3 separate regions of the Mus musculus genome follow, and all the other regions are linked to region 2. The links are chromatin contacts, called in public promoter capture Hi-C maps. All regions are on one chromosome and are shown on one strand. The core of a region is the stretch at or near the end of the contact, and the rest is flanking DNA. Distances in the headings are between cores, read along the strand shown.

Region 1 (2,700 bases), core at 185-2,684, 4.4 Mb before region 2:
TGATGTCAGCACAAAGACAGTAACTCCTTCAGGGGTTTTTCCAAAGAGGCATCAAACATGGTAGGTAGGGTAGTCGAAGCAGGGAAAATACAGCATGGAAAGGCAGGAGGGTTAAGTCTTATGTGAGTCCACACCCGGGTGTAATAAGACTGGTTCGGGTGTAATAAGACTGGTTCGAGGGTGGAGGAGGCAATTGGAGTCAACTGCAAACATCAGCCAAAAATTTGAGAGACCAGGCACGGTTGGCTGCTTACCGTATAAGTAAACCAAGCAGCTCACAACTGACAACTGTGGAAGAGTGAGCCAACATGACAGAAAAAAAGCGTTTAAGTTTTGTTTGCAGTCGCTTCCACCAGTACGCATTATAAACAGATGCCACCGAGGGCAGAATTTTACATTTACCACCCCTCAACATTCTCTATTGCCTGTCAACGGGTTGCTTGAATACTTTTCATGTACAAGTTAAAAAAAAAAATTCAAGGAGCATATGCCTTTAATCCCAGCTTTTGAAAAAAAGGCAGAGGATGAGTTTTTCGAGGTCAGCCTGGTCTACAGAGCGTGTCTCAGGACAGCCAGGAATACACAGAGAAACCTTGCCTCAAAAAACCCAAAAAGTCAAGACATACTATTAAAAAGTCTTTTGGGGGCGAAGGGAGAACCCAAGGAATACAATGCACATTAATTACTACCGTTGAAAGATTAGTACAGAAGTGTTTTCCATCATCCTCTTGTCTCTGGACCTGTAAACCTTAAGCCAACGAAACAAAACAACCCCTGCCCACGTGTTTTAAACGGATGAAATAATGCCTTTAAAAGTGCTTAGCGCAGTGTCTGGCTTATAGGAACCACTCAACAAATTACGGTTATCATTTTGACTTCCGAGCTCTGAACCATTCGGGATTCGGGTTCTCATTTTCAGGGGATGGAACGGACGAGCCACAGATGGTCTCTGGGGCTGCTGCCAGCTCCGACAGTCTCCGGTTTCAAGCAGGAACCAACTCAGTATTGCCAAACAAACCAAGGGAACGGTCCATGCGACCAGGCGGGGCCGTCCGACCGCGAGTCTCCGCACAGACGCCTAGGGCGGGGCTGAACCCGAGCCCGAGCCCGAGTCGGAGCCGGAGCCAGAGTCCGGTTCTGGGTCTCACACCCGCCCGCGATGAGCTTTGGGGAGGGTAGGCGGCCAGGGCAAAACTCCAGCGATAGCTTAGCCCAGCCCGGCCGGGCCCTGCCCACCTTTGCCGGCGCCCACCACACCCCTTCCGGCCGGGGCCCCGCCCCAAACAATGACCACGCCCCTCCGGGCCCTGTCCCGTTTCAGGCCCCGCCTCCAGCCCCGCCCCACCGCGAGCCGGGCGCTTAGTTCTTTCAGCCCGCGGGCGGCCACGTCCTCCCCCGACGCTCTGAGGTCACCGACCGGGCTGGCCGGCAGGGGGCGGAGGGACGGAGGGAAGATGGCTGCCGAGGCCGGATATTGGCGCCGCCTCCCCCAGTCGCGGAGCCGGCGCAGATGAGGCGGTTCGGCTGGGGCCAGCGGCGCTTCGCAACCCGAGCCGGGGAGACCCTGGCGGTGGGGCCTGGCCCTGCTCTATGCCGGCGCCTCGGCTAGCGTGAGCGGTGGCGGTAACGCCTCTCTTTCCCCCCGACCCCGCGCTTCCCCTGCGGCTTGGGGAGTCGGAGCGGGCGGCGCGGCCGGCATGGAGGACGTTAACTCCAATGTGAACGCGGACCAGGAGGTGCGGAAGCTGCAGGAGCTGGTGAAGAAGCTGGAGAAGCAGAACGAGCAGCTGAGGAGCCGCTCGGGAGCCGTGCAGGGTGCAGGCCTCCTCGGGCCCGGCAGCCCAGCTCGGGTCGGCGTGTCCACCCCTTCGTCGGGCGCGGCGTCCCCTCGGGGCTTCCCGCTGGGCCTGGGCGCCAAGGCCAGCGGCGGGGCGGGCTCCGGCCCGCGACGGACCAGCAGCGAGGACCTGCGGGACGCCACCTCCTTGCTGGCGGCCGGCGAGGGAGGCTTGCTGGACGAGGTAGAGCCGCTGCGGCCCGACGAGCTGGAGCGCTTGTCAGGCTGGGAGGAGGAAGAGGAGAGCTGGTGAGCGCGGGGCGCTGGGCCCGGTGGGCCTGCGGGGCGGAGGGGTGTCCCTGGGGGAAAGCAGGGTGGGCTCGGCTTGTGGTGGGGACGCTGGCTTTTGCCTGTTTCTGCTGCGGGCGGGCAGGTCCGCTGGAGTTGGGGGGTTTCGAGGCGTGCCTTGGAAACGGGTTTGTAGCTAGTTCTCTGGGTCGTGGAACCTCTGGGTGCAGGACCCAACTGGACCCAGATGGGATCTGTGGCTTGGCACAGTCCCCCGTGGGCCCGCACGCTCAGAGCACTCAGAGGGTACCAAGCTGCTTCGTAGGAAGGGATCCTGCTTTGTGTGAAAGACGGGCTTTCGGATGGTGGTCTGAGCGGTTTGGATTGTAGGGAGGGGTCTGCTTCAAGAGGTAACAACCAGGTGCGGGGACATAGAGAGTAGCTACTAGCAGGCAGTGCTTTGGACCGGAGTGAGATGGGGATGTTTGTGGGGAGGCCGGGTGGACGTCACTCCCCTTTGGGTAGTGGGGGGAGTAAAGCTTTGCTTTGTGTGAGGAGGGCAGTGGAGAGGGATGGGGCTGCTTTGTGTGAAGTCGGTGGTGGATCGGGGAACCCTGAATTTTATATTGGAAAAC
Region 2 (2,870 bases), core at 351-2,850:
TTTCGTTTGCTTTTCATTTCCCTCTTCCTCAATTTTATTCCTCTAAGAGTTCTTTTCAAATCTGATTCAATGCACGGAGCTTGCACTGAAAAGACTCTGGTGCGCAGCGGCCTATACCTGTAAGACCAACACTCCAGAGGTGGAAAGACCACAATTTGGATGCCTGCCTAGACTATGTAGGGAGACTGTCCCAGAAAAAACAGCCATTGAAATCTTTGGTGGTCAAGTACCTTAGGGCCTTCATTCCGCCTTGCCTTCAATTTTGTACCAACTAGTAATATATTGTAGGGTTTTGTTTTGTTTTGTTTTTTTTTTTTGAAAGATGGGTTCTACAGCGTGCCAGAAAAGAGGTAAAGGAAAATGTCAGAGAAACCTGAAGCTCTGCTTCCAGCCTCTTAGCACCCACCTGCTGCTACCTCTGTAGTAATGCCAACGAGAGGTTCACACATTTAGATCCGGAAATGCCGGGCCCTGAAGGCGGCCGAGAGCTTTAAACTCTAGCTGGTAGTTCACTAACTACAAATTAAAGGCTACAAGGCCCACTTCCAGGAAGACATTAAAAGCAGGCTAAAAAAGCATTTCAGGTGAGAAGGGACAGGACCTGAGACTCCCTGTCCCCATTATAAGACGTCAGGTACTGAACTGGACTTGGCTTTGTCTCAACCCCCACAAGGACTGATTTTCTCCTGGTTAAGAGTTTGCAATGTGAAAGCATTTTGACCTCATGAAGCTTAAAATTACAGTTAAGCATAAAGATCTGTGTAGGCAGGCACTTAGATTTTGTTTCTTTGATTGAGAAAGGTCTCACTTTGTAGCTATGGCTGGCCTGAAAATTCTTACATAGCACACTAAAGCTTTAAGCTCTCAGCAATCCTCCTGCCTCTGTCTACTGAATTCTGAGTCTGATTGCAGACAAGAGCAATCCCCCACCCCCGGGCCCCCCAATTTGTCAAGTCAATGACCTGGATCTCCTGGTGCTCACGCCTTTCAAGTAGGATTACAGACTTGTGCAGCCAGGGCCGATTTTCGGGTTTTGTATTGTTTTTTAATTTCTTGCACTAGTGTCCCTAAGTAGCCCAGGTTGATCTTGAACTCCGGCCTTTAACTCTTGATCCTCCAGTCTCAACAGCATTCTGAGTGTTGGGATTAACGGCGAGAGCCCACACGCCAGGCCTGAACAGTATTTTTCGAGGCTTCAGCCTTACTTAAGAGGCCAGTGACAATACTTCTCAAGAGGGCGGTCAATGCCTGCACGTTTTTTCCTCCAACAACCCCAATTCTCGTGCACGCCCGGGTAAGGCTGGGGCTAACTTCTGCTATTTGTTTATAAAAGAAAGAAGCTCAGGGAGTAGGTTCCGCCCCTTTAATGAGCCTAAGGCGGGAGTCGGGGGCCGGGCGGATTAGGTAAGTTTCCCCCGAGGCGCGCCCCCAGGCAGGCCAGGAGTCCACTTCGAGCCTCGGGACCGAGGGGCGGGGCGCGCTCGGCGGCCACGCGCGCGGGCGGGGAAGGGGGCGTGTCGGCGGGCGCGCGCGGACGGCGAGGGGGCGTGTCCGGCGGGCGGGCGGGCGGCGACGGCGCGGGCCGGGTGCGCGGCGCAGCGTCCTGTGCTGGAATGTGCGGCTCCCGCGAGCTCGCGGCGCAGCAGCAGAAGACCGAGGAGCGCCGCCGAGGCCGCGGGCCCCAGACCCGGGCGGCCGGGACCGCAGCGACGGCAGAACCAGGGCCGGCGGTCTGATCCCGCTCCGCGATCGCACCCCGGGATCTCGAGGGCCTCGACGCCCAACTTTTCCCCGCTCTCCCTCCCCTCCCCTCCCCCGAAAGTCCAGCAACAAAGAAAAGGAGTTGGAGCGGCGGCGACGCGGGGGTGGCGGACCGTGGGCGCACAGTTCAGAGGGTAGGACGCGGCGGAGCGAGGAGAGCGACGGGGGAGGGCGGCGGGCAGGCGCGGAGCGGCGCGAGGCGCTGTCCAGGGCTGATTTGCAGATACTGTGGCTCGGGCGGCGCGGCGGCCGGGCGGGGGCGGGATCGAGTTACGGAGCGAGTCACGGGCTGGGCCGGGGGCTGGTGCGGAGCGGCGTGGGCATCGGCCCCCAGCGGAGCACGGGGAGGCCCTTCCGCACGGCGCTGAGATCCGGGGCCACGGAGGCCGGAGCGCCGCTGCTGGTGACCGCGGTCCTGAAACTTCCCCCCTCCGCCCTCCCTCCGCCTCGGGCCCAACGCCCCCGGCCCCGCCGGCGTCCCAGGCTCGCCGCCCCCTCCCCCCCAGTCGTAGCAGGGCCGGAAGGCGGCCGCCCCGCTTGACTCAGCCCGGGGCACGGGCGGCGCCGGCGGCAGGCTGGACAGCGATTTCTGCGGCCCGCGCTGGCTCTGCGCAGCGGGGGAGCGAAGTTCGCAAACTTCCGGGCCACGGGGGCGGCGGTGGCGGCCCGCGTGGGGCCCCTCGCAGCGACCGGGGGCCGACAGCCTCGGGAGGGCGCCGCGGAGCCCCGGTACAGGCCCGATCGGACGCGGGTAGCGAGGTAACTTTTCCGCCCAGTCCCGGCCGGGCTAGTGGCGGGCGGCGGGGGAGGGGGCTGCGGGGCCGCGGCCGGCCGGGGAGGCGCCTCTAGGGTGGTGGGCAGCGCGTGAGGTCCGAGCCCAGGCACCGCCCGCGGGTTGGTGGCGGAGAGGAAGCAAGAGGGCCCAAGTTTGCAAAGAGCTGCTTTGTGTTTGGTATTTTGAGAAAATGGCCGAATGCCTATTTCAGTTAGGAATGCCGCCGCCGAGGCCGGCGCTGGTGGCAGCGGCACATAGGAATTCGGTGCAACACGTTGCTCTCGGGCTGTGCTTAGCACAGTCTGCCCGAGAGACGTGGAGATTTCCTTGGGAG
Region 3 (2,700 bases), core at 161-2,660, 3.2 Mb before region 2:
ACAATGGAGATGATTATAAAACCTTGAGGAATATTTAAAAACACCGATTTGTACACTTAAAAGGGTGACCTATAACACTTGGGTTCAATCTCAAAAAGTTATCTAAAAAGTCAAAGCAAGTTGACAAAGCAGGTCATCATTTTTTTTATCTAGACTAAAAGTGGCTGTAAAGAAACACAGGCGAGCATGATGAATAGACTTAGAGTCCTTATTCAAACGAACTCATTGTAAAGTAACATTGTATCAGAATAGTCTTGCTGTGAACTTGGAGCGGCTGTTTATTCTAGCAATCACATTGGCATTGTCCTCAGGCAAGATGGCCTCTTTTCTTTTGAAATAAATACTGAAATATTAAGAGGTGAAACAAACCAAGCTTGAGATTTGCTTTAAAATACCCCCCCTCCCCCAACAGACCAAGACGATAGATGCGCCAGGTCTGGAATGAATGGCTGGCTTTTAGCCGAGAGAAGAACGCAGGCACGTGGCTCTTTGAACATTTTTAGTTTTAATATAAGTTTGGAAATTTAATTTCTTCAAATTAAAAAAATAATTTTATTATTATTATTATTATTATTATTATTATTTTAAAAACCTTGCCAATAAAATCATCTCAGACCGTGGAAATTCTCATTAAAATAAGTTAAGCACATATCCAGGCCTGGTGGTGAAAATTTGTCGTCCCTTCTACTCAGGAAGCTGAGGCAGAAGGACGGAAAGTTCCAGTCTTGTCTGGGAAATTTAGTGAGACCTAGTTTCAAAGTAATAAAAGGGTTTGGGATCTGAGACGCCAGGCTCTACTTTTAACCCAGGACCACTAAAAACAAGACAAAGGTATAGCCTAGGTGGAGAGTGGCATGCATGCCAGCAATCCTAGCACGTAGCACTGAGGATAACAAGTTTGATGAATACCCTGAACTAGCTACACAGTAAGTTAGAAAGCAGTGTGGGCACCTAAGAGAGACTCTGACTCAAAATTAATGGTACGGGCTGAGGAGGTAGCTCTGTGGTAGAGCTCTGTTGAGAACTAACTGCCTCACATCTCCAGCAACATTTCTCCTTGATATTACTCTCCAGGAACACAGAAAAAGGCAGCTCCTCTCAGGGTTAAGGAGGGGCCCTGGGAGTGAACTAGCTGAACAAGAAGGGATCTAAGTCGGAACACACCTAGCACCGGCATAGCTTCAGGAAAGGAAGGTTTCCACTGAGCACAGCCTCAACGCTTCCAACACCGCAGTGGGTGGAGAACCTGCTGCTGGAAGTCAACGGCCCCACCCTACCGGGTCCGAAACGTCCCGACGATTGGCTTCCCATACCAGCCACGCCTACAATCCTTCTGACGATTGGCTGCTCTCCTTTTCCTGTTCTGCCCCCTCCAAGCGGCCCTCTGATTGGTTGCAGGTCTCGGGGGGGGGGGGCAGCTCCGCCCCTCTCCCGGATGGCTGTATTAACGCAGCGCGCAGCGGCTCGGTCTTTCGGTCCCGGCCTTGGTGGTGAGTGTCCTCGTGGGAGGGTGTCAGGATGTCCCCGTGTCCCCTCGAGCTTTGCCCGCCCCGAGCTCAGCTGCTCCCGGCGGCCAGAACGGAGGGGTAGAGCAGTTCTCAGCGGCCCGCGGGGCGGGCGGCAGTGTCCAGCCCGGGGCTGCGCGAGACACAAAGTCCTCTGTGCCGTCCGACCCGGGCACCCTGACCACCGCCCTTTCCCTCTGCAGGCCGATCCACCCGAGCCGGTCCCCACTGCCCAGCCGTGCTGCTGCCTCGGACACAAGCGCAGGTACGTCCCGGCATTGATCGGAGGCAGGCCCTGGCCACGTGGCCGAGAAGACGGAGGTTCCAGGCCTGTCTTTGTTGAGCTGCGCCGGGCCTCCCCAGTCGCCCTTTCCTGTGCCCTTTTAAGGTTGTCGCAGTACTTTAAGAGGCTAACACAGAAGGGTAAAGGAACTCTCCATAAAACCCAGAGAGGAAAACTACACCTCCTCTTTGGATCCTGTCTGGAGTCACAAATGAACCAAAAGCTTCATTTAAAACTTGAATGTGCGCATTTTAGGTTCTGGCGATTGCTAGGTAGTGATATAGGATTTTAAAGAAAAGAAAACGTAGCCTACCTGGTTTAATTTGGTTGGAGGAGAAAGTTCAGAAGACAAGAATACATTTGCTTTTCTAGAAGTGAGATTTTAGGTCAGCTGGAAAGGATATAGTTGAGTATGTTCCACTTATGTGAAACATTTTTATTCTTTCATAGGTTGAAAACTACAAGAAACCCGTGACTGAATGGCTCCAAGGTGAAGTACTCTTGCATGTAGTGACCAGGTTTGCCTGTATTCCACTTTAGGATTAGTATCGAAGCTGAAATAGGTGAAGTGAGGGCCATGTGAGTTTCCTTGAATGGCCTTGTAACTGATTACCCTGAAGGTAGTTTGCTAAAGATTTTAATCAATGTACTAGGATCCTGCCCCACCCCTTCTTCATGTCCCACTGCCCTAGAATCAGATCTGCATGGCTATGACATGCTCGCCGTTTTAAAGATGCAAAGATTTCATGCTAGATCATTAGAATGTATCTGGACTTCGTTAGGACAAGTTCTTTGCTAGTAACCAGTCACGTGCTAGCAATTGAGGTGTGTTAACCTGTATATTGTTGCCTATGAGTAATTTTCCATAATCTTTAATAAAGGCTTCCTGTGTCAATTCTATGGCTTGTTCAC

The links. Promoter capture Hi-C pulls out the DNA fragments that hold promoters and counts their contacts.
Region 1: a contact with region 2 is called in a promoter capture Hi-C map of pre-B cells, with 4 times the contacts expected there. The contact joins the promoter of Slain2 here to the promoter of Rest in region 2.
Region 3: a promoter capture Hi-C map of pre-B cells shows a contact between it and region 2, with 2.4 times the contacts expected there. The contact joins the promoter of Dancr here to the promoter of Rest in region 2. A contact is called at or near these places in 1 of 39 promoter capture datasets (pre-B cells) and 1 of 484 Hi-C or Micro-C datasets (B cells).

What each region holds. Positions count from the first base shown.
Region 1 is chr5:72,912,928-72,915,627 of GRCm38.p6, forward strand. Slain2 (SLAIN motif family, member 2) reads left to right here and starts at 1,435. Exons shown (of 8, transcript NM_001113423.2): 1 at 1,435-2,086. The coding sequence starts at 1,698.
Region 2 is chr5:77,263,894-77,266,763 of GRCm38.p6, forward strand. Rest (RE1-silencing transcription factor) reads left to right here and starts at 1,601. Exons shown (of 4, transcript NM_011263.2): 1 at 1,601-1,895.
Region 3 is chr5:74,091,650-74,094,349 of GRCm38.p6, forward strand. Dancr (differentiation antagonizing non-protein coding RNA) reads left to right here and starts at 1,411. Exons shown (of 1, transcript NR_145133.1): 1 at 1,411-2,688. It overlaps Snora26 (small nucleolar RNA, H/ACA box 26), which reads left to right and starts at 1,881; the gene lies at 1,881-2,001.